Regions from separate parts of the Mus musculus genome. Here region 2 is linked to region 1. The links are chromatin contacts, called in public HiChIP or PLAC-seq maps. All regions are on one chromosome and are shown on one strand. The core of a region is the stretch at or near the end of the contact, and the rest is flanking DNA. Distances in the headings are between cores, read along the strand shown. Region 1 overlaps Hpse2 (heparanase 2). Region 2 has its middle 6.2 kb from the start of Got1.

Evidence for each region. HiChIP or PLAC-seq counts read pairs in DNA pulled down with a chosen protein or histone mark.
Region 2: an HNF4G HiChIP or PLAC-seq map of pancreatic cancer cells shows a contact between it and region 1. The contact joins two enhancer-like sites. A contact is called at or near these places in 3 of 115 datasets of contacts at active chromatin or transcription factors (embryonic stem cells and pancreatic cancer cells).

The regions. Positions count from the first base shown.
Region 1 is chr19:42,857,764-42,863,078 of GRCm38.p6, reverse strand. All of the region lies in intron 9 of Hpse2 (heparanase 2), which reads left to right. Among named protein-coding and RNA genes, the nearest start is that of Hps1, 80 kb to the right of the region's middle. Within about 2 kb of position 2,853, at least 6 of the 459 cell types and tissues checked have an H3K27ac peak or open chromatin away from gene starts, as enhancers often do. A contact at or near this core is called in pancreatic cancer cells, where this site is marked.
Region 2 is chr19:43,528,109-43,533,423 of GRCm38.p6, reverse strand. No RefSeq gene overlaps it. Among named protein-coding and RNA genes, the nearest start is that of Got1, 6.2 kb to the right of the region's middle. Within about 2 kb of position 3,018, at least 101 of the 459 cell types and tissues checked have an H3K27ac peak or open chromatin away from gene starts, as enhancers often do. A contact at or near this core is called in pancreatic cancer cells, where this site is marked.

The sequences.
Region 1 (5,315 bases), core at 1,604-4,103:
CATTCCCCTCAAACACATTCATTTAAAGGGTTTAGCTAATGGCTCAAGAGGGAGTTACTGCTTCACCCTAGGGAAGATTTTAGGGGCCTTAAGAGTGAAGGGGAGACAAGCTAAGTCTAGACTATTGCCTACCAAAGCATGTTCCACTTACAGTTAGCAACACAGAAAGATATTTTAATGGCACACAGATTTATGTCACTTTAATGGTTACACTTTGTGTTAAAAAATCATAGCTACCACATTGAGGCCAAGATTACCTAAATATTCTTATTTGAGGCCTCGGTGACTTACAGAAAACTATTAAGCAAATAAAATGCAAACATTGTGCAACGATTGCTCTGTAATATAGGTTAAGGTCAGGGATAGTGATTCCCCCAGAAGTTCTTTTATTGTTGAGAATAGTTTTTGCTGTTCTGTTGTTTTTGTTATTCCAAGTGAATTTGCGAATTGCTTTTTCAAACTCTATGAAGAATTAATTGAGTTGGGATTTTGATGGGGATTGCATTGGATTTGTAGATTGCTGTCAGCAAGATGGCCATTTTTAATATATTAATCCTGCCAATCCATGAGCATGGAAGAGCTTTCCATCTGCTGAGATCTTCTTCTATTTCTTTCTTCAGAGACTTGAAGTTCTTGTCATACAGATCTTTCACTTGCTTGGTTAGAGTCACACCAAGGTATTTTATGTTATTTTTAACTATTGTGAAGGGTGTCATTTCCCTAATTTCTTTCTCAGTCTGTTTATCTTTTGAGTAGAGGAAGGCTACTGATTTGTTTGAGTTAATTTTATACCCAGCCACTTTGCTAGAGTTGTTTATCAGCTTTAAGAGTTCTGTAGTGGAATTTTTGGGAACTTCGAGTACCATATTGAATCGGTAGGGAGAGAGCAGGCAGCCTTGTGTAGTCCCTGATTTTAGTGGGATTGCTTCAAGTTTCTCTCCATTTAGTTTGATGCTGGCTATTGGTTTGCTGTATATTGCTTTTACTATGGTAGGTATGGGCCTTGAATTCCTGATCTTTCTAAGACTTTTACCATGAAGGTATGCTAAATTTTGTCAAATGCGTTCTCAGCATCTAATGATATGATCATGCCAACCATGGGACTGAGCACATGGTCCCCAATGAAGGAGTCAGAGAAGGGACTGACAGAGCTGAAGGGGTTTGCAGCCCATAGGAAGAACAGCAATATCAACCAACTAGACTCCCTAGAGCACCCAGGGACTAAACCACCAACCCAAGAGTACACATAGAGGGACCCATGGCTCCAGCTGCTTATGTAGCAGAGGATGGCCTTGTTGGTCATCAATGGAAGGAGATGCCCTTGATTCTGTGAAGGCTGGATGCCCCAGTGTAGGGGAATGCCAGGGCAGGGAGGTGGGAGTGTGTGGGTGGGTGGAGGAAAACCCTTATAGAAGCAGGGGGAGGGGGAGAGGTTAAGGGGAGGGGGAGGGGAAACCAGGAAAGGGGATAACATTTGAAATGTAAATAAAGAAAATATCCGATAAAAAAGGAAGTCAGAGGACAAAAAAGAGAGACGTCTTTAACTTGGTATTATTAACATTATTTTATTTTAAAATAAAAGCTAAGGAATTTGTTCAGTTGGCAAAACAGAGCTTCCTAACTACCCATTTACAATAGTGTGATATCCTATGGTATCTAAAACTCAACATATCTCAAAATGGAATTCAGTGGTCCCTCCTAACCATGTGTCTCCTCAGGTTCATGGCACCTTCATCATCACTCCTATCTAGCCTCTCCTACTTATTCACCAGGTGTAAGCTATCACTGTGTTGGTCCTTGTGTTCCTCTTTCTTTCATGATTTTTGCACTAGATAAGTGCATGAAAAATTTGTCTAGTGATTAAAATTTACTAGAGTTTCTTAGTGATAAAGATTTTAAGGCCACATACCTAGTGGTATGGAGTCAGTGACTTTAGTTAGTGTGAATCTCAGAAAAAAGAAAGTATTCTTTTCTTTTAGGGATCAGTAAACCATGTACTTTTATGTAGGAAGAAGGTAAATCCATATGGATGCCATGATAATAGAGTCTGGGATGATTAACTTGGAAATGATCTAGCAAGTGTAGCCATGGGGTAGAGGGAAGGAGGGTAATTTTATATAGGGTTCAACAGAAGGACACTGTACAGTATTTGCTTAGAATCTTTCCAAATTTCAAAACCAAAAGGCTGTCTAAATAATAAAGATATTGTATGGCAGTTTATTCAAATGACACTTATGAAGAATTATAATGAAGTACTATGCTACAAAATGAGAAGTCAAAGCTATTTTGACAAAATAGAAGAGAGCAAACATCAACACATGGAGGCCAGACAAGGGAACCCAGCAGACAGGAAAGATCCTCAAAAGCAGTCACAGAATCAGTCGAAGACCCCTTGTTCACACAGTCAGCAGTCCCATACAAACACCAAGCTGAAAGTTACAGTGTATATGCAGAGGGCCTGGTGCAGACCCATGCAGAACCTGTGCTCGCTGCTTCAGTCTCTGTGACTTCAGTGAGCCCTGCTAGTTGATTCCGAGGGCTCTGTTCTCCTGGTGTCCTCCATCCCCTCTGGCTTTTACACTCAACACCTCCTCTTTTGTGGGATTCCCTGAGATCTAAGGGAAGGGATCTGATGGAGACAGTCCATCTAGAGCCATGTGTTCCAAAGTGTGTGTGTGTGTGTGTGTGTGTGTGTGTGTCCACATAAATTGCCTGATTGTGGGCTCTGCATCTGTTCCTGTCTGCTGTAGGAGAACGCTTCTCTGATGATGACTGAATAAGGCACTGATCTATGAGTACAGCAGAAAAGGAGTATGAGTCATTTTATTGATTCTTTTTTAAAAGAGTAGTTGTTTGGTTTTACCCTAGGACTCTGGGTGATGTCATCTCTGGGTCTTGGTCATGCTAGCAGAGTTGGGCATGGGTTCCCCATGGAGTGGGTCTTAAGTCAGATGAGACATTGGTTGGCTACTCCTATAAGTTCTGTGCCACCATTATCCTAGCACATCTCATAGGAAGAACACATTGTAGGTCAAAGGTCTTGTGGCTGGGTTTGGTGTTCATATTTCTTCCTTGGTTGTGTTCAGAATATCTTCCTGTACCCAGGAACTAGAACAGAGAGGTGAAAGCTTCATGGAGGCATCCGCTGGAATTTTCCATGTTCAGTGAGTTGTGTGAGTGTGGTCTGCAGCAATGGGGCCCTGCTGTAAATTTCTGGAAAACAACCTGTTGTCTTAGCAACAGCCTGGATTGTTTGGGGATTTCCATGACCCCATTGGCCAACAACTCAATTAAATGCAACCCAGCCCTGCTATTGGAAGCCTCATTTGGTGATAAGAAATGGTCAGTTGGGACTGTGTCCCACATTAGGAGACCTCATTAGAATTCCCTTCGTATACTTTAGGAAGTTTTCACTACACTGGGTTTTCATATCATCCCTCAAATGCCCCTCAATTCTAGCTGTCTCTCACTGCATTTCCTTCCTCAACCCTATTCCCCTCCCCCTCCCCACCTTATCCTCTCATTCTCATCCTCACCCACCCCCAAACCACCCATAAAATCTATTCTTTTCCTCCTTCCCAGGGATATACATATGCCCCACCCCAGTCTAATTCTTCTGTGCCTAACCCTCTCTGGTTTATGGATTATAGAACATATCAGGGCCTCTCCTATTTCCCAGTATAGATCAAACTTGACCCACAGTGTGATGGTCCCTGAACACCTCGTCAGCACTGTCCTTTGGCCCTTCTCCATTCCCACCCTCTCTGTGACTTTCCTCTGTGCTTTAATCATGAGATAGAAGCATCCCCCATTCCCAGGGCCATTGTGGTTCCAGGACTCTACACAGATACCAAACTCCACAGATGTTTCAAATCTCCCATGTTCAATAACACAGTGTTTGCGTATTACATGCACACACCCTCCTGCATACTTACATCACCTGTAAGTCTACATCTACTGTAGACTCTGCAAACAGTCATTATTCTGTAGTTTAGTGAATAATGAGAAGAAAAATATTTATAGTGCAGGTAACTCTTTCTCAAATATTTTCAATTTGTAGTTCATTGAAGTCACAGATGTGGACTTTTGGATATAGAAACTGCACTGCATTTGTGGTTCTTCAAACATACTCTACTGCTTCCTGAATGATCATTCATTTGTTAGTTTGCTCTTCTGTAATTTGTAGCTAAAGGTTAAGTATTGGAGATACAGCTGGAATCAAAATATGACTAGTTTATGGTATTCATCAAGCCTGCCTTTGGGGGAATAGAGGACAAGATATGTGTTAAACATATATAGAGGCAAAGTTGTTTTACATGCTCTGGAAGAAATGTAAGTTCTATGATGGGAAAGCAGGAATAAGTCTTCACTTCGAATGATATTTGAGCTGAATAAATTGACTGGGCTAGGAGAGAAAGGCTATTTTTTGTAGAAGGACCACAGACTGGAAAGTGCTGCTTTTAAGGATCAAAGTAAGTCCATCATAACTAGAGCAGGGAGTAGAGGAACAGTGCATGGAGAGTTTGTCTGACAGGAACACTTCAGTCCAATCAGAATATTGTCCTTTGAAACAAGTTGGATTTTAAGCCAGAAAGGAAGGCAGGTACAACCACAACTCTGGTTGCTTCTGCCTCCAGCCCTCGCCTGTTTCCCTCCCACCGCTGCAGACTCTTCCTTACCTGGCATTCTCTTTTTGTTTTATTTTGAGACCCACTGCATTTAAGCAGGGGTCCCTTCATAATCCTGGATGTGCTCACCTGTGGTATACACTGGAGACAATGACTGTTCTTCCTCCAGAATCCATCAGAAGCCAATTGTTCTTCAGGGAGCACCAGAGCTCGCTAAGCCTCTCATAATCCAAGGCTGACTAGAGACAGACCCAGTCCTAGGCAGGCTCTGCCAGGCAGGATGCAGCCAGTGGCCAACAGAGGCCCGGCTCTTGTGAGGATGAACAACCGTTAGTCTCTGGATGGACTTGAGGCCTGCTCCACAGCGGGAGTTCATGCCTGGTACTGAAATTCAGTCAAAAACCCATGACTGAGGGCTTAGACCCTAGGAAAAAATTTACAATTGTGAAATGGGTTTTTAAAATGGAATTTCCTAGCAATGAGGGAATAGACTTAATGAGCATGTCCAGACATAATAAGATTTGGATTATCAGACAAATCTGAAGCACAGGACAAAGTTAAGGGGACCCTTAACAAGCAAGGCACTTCATTCTCAGTGTTGGAAGGGTGGGGATAGGCATAGTTCATGGTCCCACAACCTAGCAGCAGCCCTGTATTTTCCTCATTAAGCAGACAAAAAACCTGAGG
Region 2 (5,315 bases), core at 1,769-4,268, 670 kb before region 1:
CACTTTTCTACCCAATTTTCATTTTTAGAATCTACATTAATTTATATCTTTATGAAATCCCTTTCAAATCTGGTAGTTTTCAACCAAAGTATGACTTGAGAGTTTATAAAAAAATAATACTAGTATTCGCTAGGTTTTTTGTTGTTGTTGTTGTTGTTCAAACAGTGCTGTATTGCTTATTGTCTGTGTAGCTGCCTATCTTTGCAGACTTGTATACATTTCACTGGGGTAGGCTCTTAGACATGGCATGCACACCTTAATGTTGCGGAGATGCTCTCTTCAGAGTCTATGGAGGGGCACTGCCCTCAACAGTGATGCCAGTGCTCTTTCTCCCCAACGCTAATCAGTATTTTACATTTTTATCCGCGTGGTGGGTAAGCATCGATAAATTGGTATGACTCCAAATTAATAATGAGAGTCATTTTGAGATATTTGTTGGCTGCTTCTGTTTGTGACCAGTTATCTATTTTGGGGGTGGGGGGCTCTGAAGACGTTGTTCCTTGGTCAGGAGCACTTATTCCTCTTGCAGAAGACCTGGGCTCGGTTCCCAGCACCCACATCAAAGCTTACAACTGTCTGTAACTCCAGGTCCAGGGGATCTAACAACATGGTCTCACTTCTGAGGGCACTGCACACACACTGCAGGCAAAAAAAAAAAAAAAAAAACATGCAGGCGAAACCACTCATACACATAAAAAAAAAAAAACAACATTGTTTTCACTATATAACAAAACTCAGTTATTCTGAAAATCAAATAATTATCAAGGTGAATATCTAGTTTTGTCCTGATAGTTCTCTTCTCGTTAGTGCTCAGTTATATACCAGACATAAACAATTGGTGAAAGTGCTTCTTTTCTGGTGCCTCTGCCCAGACCTGTGGCTACTCCACAGCTTAGAGAAACTAGTGCAGATTATCCACAAGGTAAGGATGGAAGTCTCTAGGTGACCAGGAAACACCCCCACCCCCCCAAACAGCCAAACTCCTAAAAACTCATGAATTCTTTTCTTGTTTTGCTCAGTCGACCAAGAAGCCTCTGGGAGCTGGAACTAGCAATGTGGGAGGGTTATGAACAGTTTTCATCCTGGATGGAAAAGTCCAGGGAGCTGTTACACAACAGTGCAAACACGGCTAACACTACTGTATAGTGAACTTAAAATGGTCAAGATAGTGTTACTTAAAAAAAAAAACAAAAACACGGCAAAAGAGCTAATTTTGTATTAATGTAATTTTAAAGAGCTTGTCTTTAATCAATCAACAAATATTTATGTTCAAATTAGGCACCAAATACCTTTTTTTTTTTTTTTTTTTTTTTTTTTTTGTCATGGAACATGCAGAGAGTTAGGTCTAATGGTTTTGGGTCTTAAGAAACTAGCAATCAAGTTAGGGAGATAGTTAAGGTTACATGACAATTAACTAGCAATCCAGGCAATGTAAAGACACCAGATGAGAAGAAGCAGAAAGTCTTATATGTTTAGAACAGTATTGACCTCTTTGGGCTACAATGATAGAAAAACTCGTTAGGTATCTAAATAGCTTTTAAAGCAATTAAATTTTTGCTCATTTATTTATTTTTATGTGTATGGGTGTTTTGTCTGCATGTATGTCTGTGTACCACGTGTGTGCCTAGTGCTCACAACGGCCGGAGGAAGGCATCAGATCCCCTGGGATTGGAGTTACAGACAGTTGTGAGCTGCCATGTGGCTGCTGGGAATCGAACCAGGATCCTCTAGAAGAGCAGCAGCCAGTGCTCTAACCACTGAGCCATGCCACTTTCTGAATTAGCTCTTCTAATAAATCCTGAGGCATCTCTGCTTAAGAGCGGAGGAAAACAGGCTCAGAAGTTATAATTCGCCCAGTTGACAAGGCAGGGCTGGGGCTAGACTTAATGTCTGCCACCACTTTCTCCTCAGGAGGGTTGTTTAAGTTTGCACTGAAGATTCGTTGCCAAAAAATCTTTCCAGGGTCAGGATAGAACTCAAATATACTAAGAACACTTCTGCTATATATTTTCTAAAATTAGGGTTATTCTCTCCTCCGTGTCCTCCTGACAAAGAGATTGAGCTACACTTAGCACAAAAGTCAGACCCCCCCCCTTTTATTGCTTAGAGAAATTCAAATCATAGTGTAATAGAATCGATCGAGCACACAAGCTGTTTACGCACAGCTGTCAGGCAACCGAAGCTTCAGCAAAGAAGTCCCTCCCCCACCCTGTGGAACATCGTTCCTTAAAGTCACAATACCTGGCCTACGTCTGCATTTGCCCTGATCCGCCCCAAACGCGCTAGAAATGAACACTGACACAGCGGAATGAAGTCAGTGAGTAAGAATTTAGAAGCCATCATCAGGGTTGTGAGCATATGATTTACACACATTAAAAAAACCCACATCCTGCTTCAGAAAGACGATCTAGAAAGTTCAGGAGCGTTTACTGTGTTCATAGAAGACTGCTATCTGGCTGCCTAAGGTTGAGCCACTTTTTACCTTTGCCAGACAGCACACCCAGCAGAACACCTGAAAACTCTGGTTTTCACTAAGTACTCGGTCTTCCATTATTAAGCAAATAGAAGATATGGGATTCCTTCTATAAGACCAATAAGCAATAAGAAAAATAAATTTTAAAAAGAACTTGTATGGATAAAGTAAAATTAAAACAACAACAACAAAACGGTTGGGAGCCTTTCCCCTTTTCCCTAGATGCTCAACATTTCTCAAAAAAAGGGTAGTGCTGCCCTCTACTGCCAGATGTTGAAATGTTAGAAGCTTGTCTCTTCTGGCTTTGAGCAAGAGTCAAGCCATCGGTTATAGTGTCTTAAGAAGTTAGGAGTTAAAACACTGTTTTCTGGCAAAGACATTGAGTGTGCCCTTTTCATTTGCGTCCACCTTGTACCAAAGCTTACAACTTGAGGTCATGTCTAACTAAACAGAGGGGAAAGGACACAACTCGGAGAGATACAATGGAAGTCACTGGGGCTGGAGAGGCGGCTCAGCTTCCAGAGACTCCTTTCCAGCCTGCCTGTACGCCCGACTCCAAGGCATTCGACGCCCTCTTGTGGCAACTTTGAGCACATGCTTGCAGGAGCATCTTCATGAAAAAACAAGAAATGAAATCTCAAAAGAGGAAGAGGAGGGAGGAGGAGAAGAAGGAGGAGGAGGAGGCGAGGAGGCATGACGTTAGCAGTAAGACACTGCATCTATAATGAGCAGATCTACGTAGACACGGGGCCCATTCTGAAATGTTTTTGTTTTGTTTTGTTTGTTTGTTTTTTGCTTAGTATTCTTTTTGTGATTTATGTATTTTTTAAAAATTTATTTATTCGCTCTCATTGGTCCCACTGGCTTCCTTGCTCGCTCTGGCCCAAAGGTTTATTTATTATTTTAAATAGGTACACTGTAGCTCATTTCGGGTGGTTGTGAGCCACCATGTGGTTGCTGGGATTTGAACTCAGTGCTCTTACCTGCTGAGCCATCTTGCCAGCCCCCGTGATTTATGTATTTTTAATATTTTTCTTTTCTTTTCTTTTCTTTCTTTCTTTCTTTCTTTCTTTCTTTTGTTGTTGTTGTTGTTGTTTGAGACAGTGTTTCTCTGTATAGCCTTGGCTGTCCTGAAACTCACTTTGCAGACCAGGCTGGCCTGGAACTCAGAAATCCACCTGCCTCTGCCTCCCGAGTGCTGGGATTAAAGGCGCGTGCCACCATGCCCGGCTCTTAATGTTTTTTTATTTGCTGTTTTAAGTCAGTGGTTTCTCAATCTGTAGGTGAAGACCCCTTAGTCCCTCAGGGTCTTTCTCCATATCAGACATTTACATTATAATTTATAACAGTAGCAAAATTACATTTATACATATAATAATAGAAATAATACAAAATAGTACAAAATAATCTCATGGTTGGGTGTCACCACAACATGAGGAACTGTATTAAAAAGTTGCAAGTGGAAATGAAGGTTCCCCCCAGATGTTAGGAGAATTATGGGATGGTTTCTAAGACATTTTTTTTTTCTCTTGGGGAGAAAGATATAAAAGGCTATTATTACCATGTTCATATTTTAGTTCATTTTTGAATATATTATCTTGTTTTCTTTAATTGTTTTCTAGCACTTACAGATCTTTACAAAAACTTCTTAGAATTATTAAGTAGCTAAGGCTGACCTCAAATTCTCCCTCCGCCTTCTAAGTGCTGGGATTACAGACATGTACCGCCACACCTGGCCCCTTCTCCGTCTAGAAAATATTTCAGAGTGCATACCCACTAAGAGGCCAGATCAAACAGACTTCAAAGAGAGCTCAACCATTACCTTCCAGCTGTCTAGGGACTAAAGTGTAACCTCTATGACAATAATAATAACTTCTACCCATGTGCTAACTGTGCACACGTCTATATGCTACAACTTAACGGATATGAACAGCAGAACTCAGACACATTAAGTAACTCAGTGTCTCAAAAACTAGTAAGAGGCAAAGCTGAATTTTGTTGTTGTTGTTGTTATTGTTGTTTTTCGAGACAAGGTTTCCAGTGTATGTCCTGGAATTGGCTCTGTAGACCAGGTTGGTTTTGAACTCAGAGCTTCACTTGCCTCTGCCTCCCGAGTGCTGGGGTTAGCCACCACTACCACCCAGAGCAAAGCTGGAATTTCATTCTGAATCCAAGCTTAGATATAATTCACCTGGGTTGCTCATCGTTCAATAAAAAGCCTAAAGGACTCTCAAAGCAGAGTTGGTGATATCAGAGGTGATGACGAATCTCATTAACACTTGATGGACACTGTTAGCATCTGCTGAGTTCTTATGAGATACAATTCAAAGGACTTTCACACGGAACCGCTCAACTGCATTAAACAAGTTAATCTTCTTGACAACCCCCTGGGGTAGAACTATTATTACCTTCATATTGCAGGTGAGGAAACGGAGACACGCAGAGGAAATCCACTTCCAGAGGTCAGGCTTTTAACTGTTGTACTTAAGATACTTCTTAAACACAAAAATTACATGGCACAACGATTTCTAAATGGTGCCGGGGAGTTAATTACAGTCAACAGTAGAGGGTAGCATTCACTGCACTTGGGCCTGTTGATATCTTTGGAACATAAAGGTCTTCTGAGCCTTAAATAAAACCTGCACATGTGAGTATCCAGTCCAGGACTAAGTTTAGAAACTGTCTGCTTCAGGCCTCGCTGGGCATGTCCTTTCATGAGATAGGACACAGCAAGGCGCATCCTGGTTTGGTACGAACCTTGAGGCGGTCAGGGTTTGGGGCTGGGGATATGCTGGTAGAGGGCTGAGGCTGAGGATATGCTGGTAGAGGGCTGGGGCTGGGG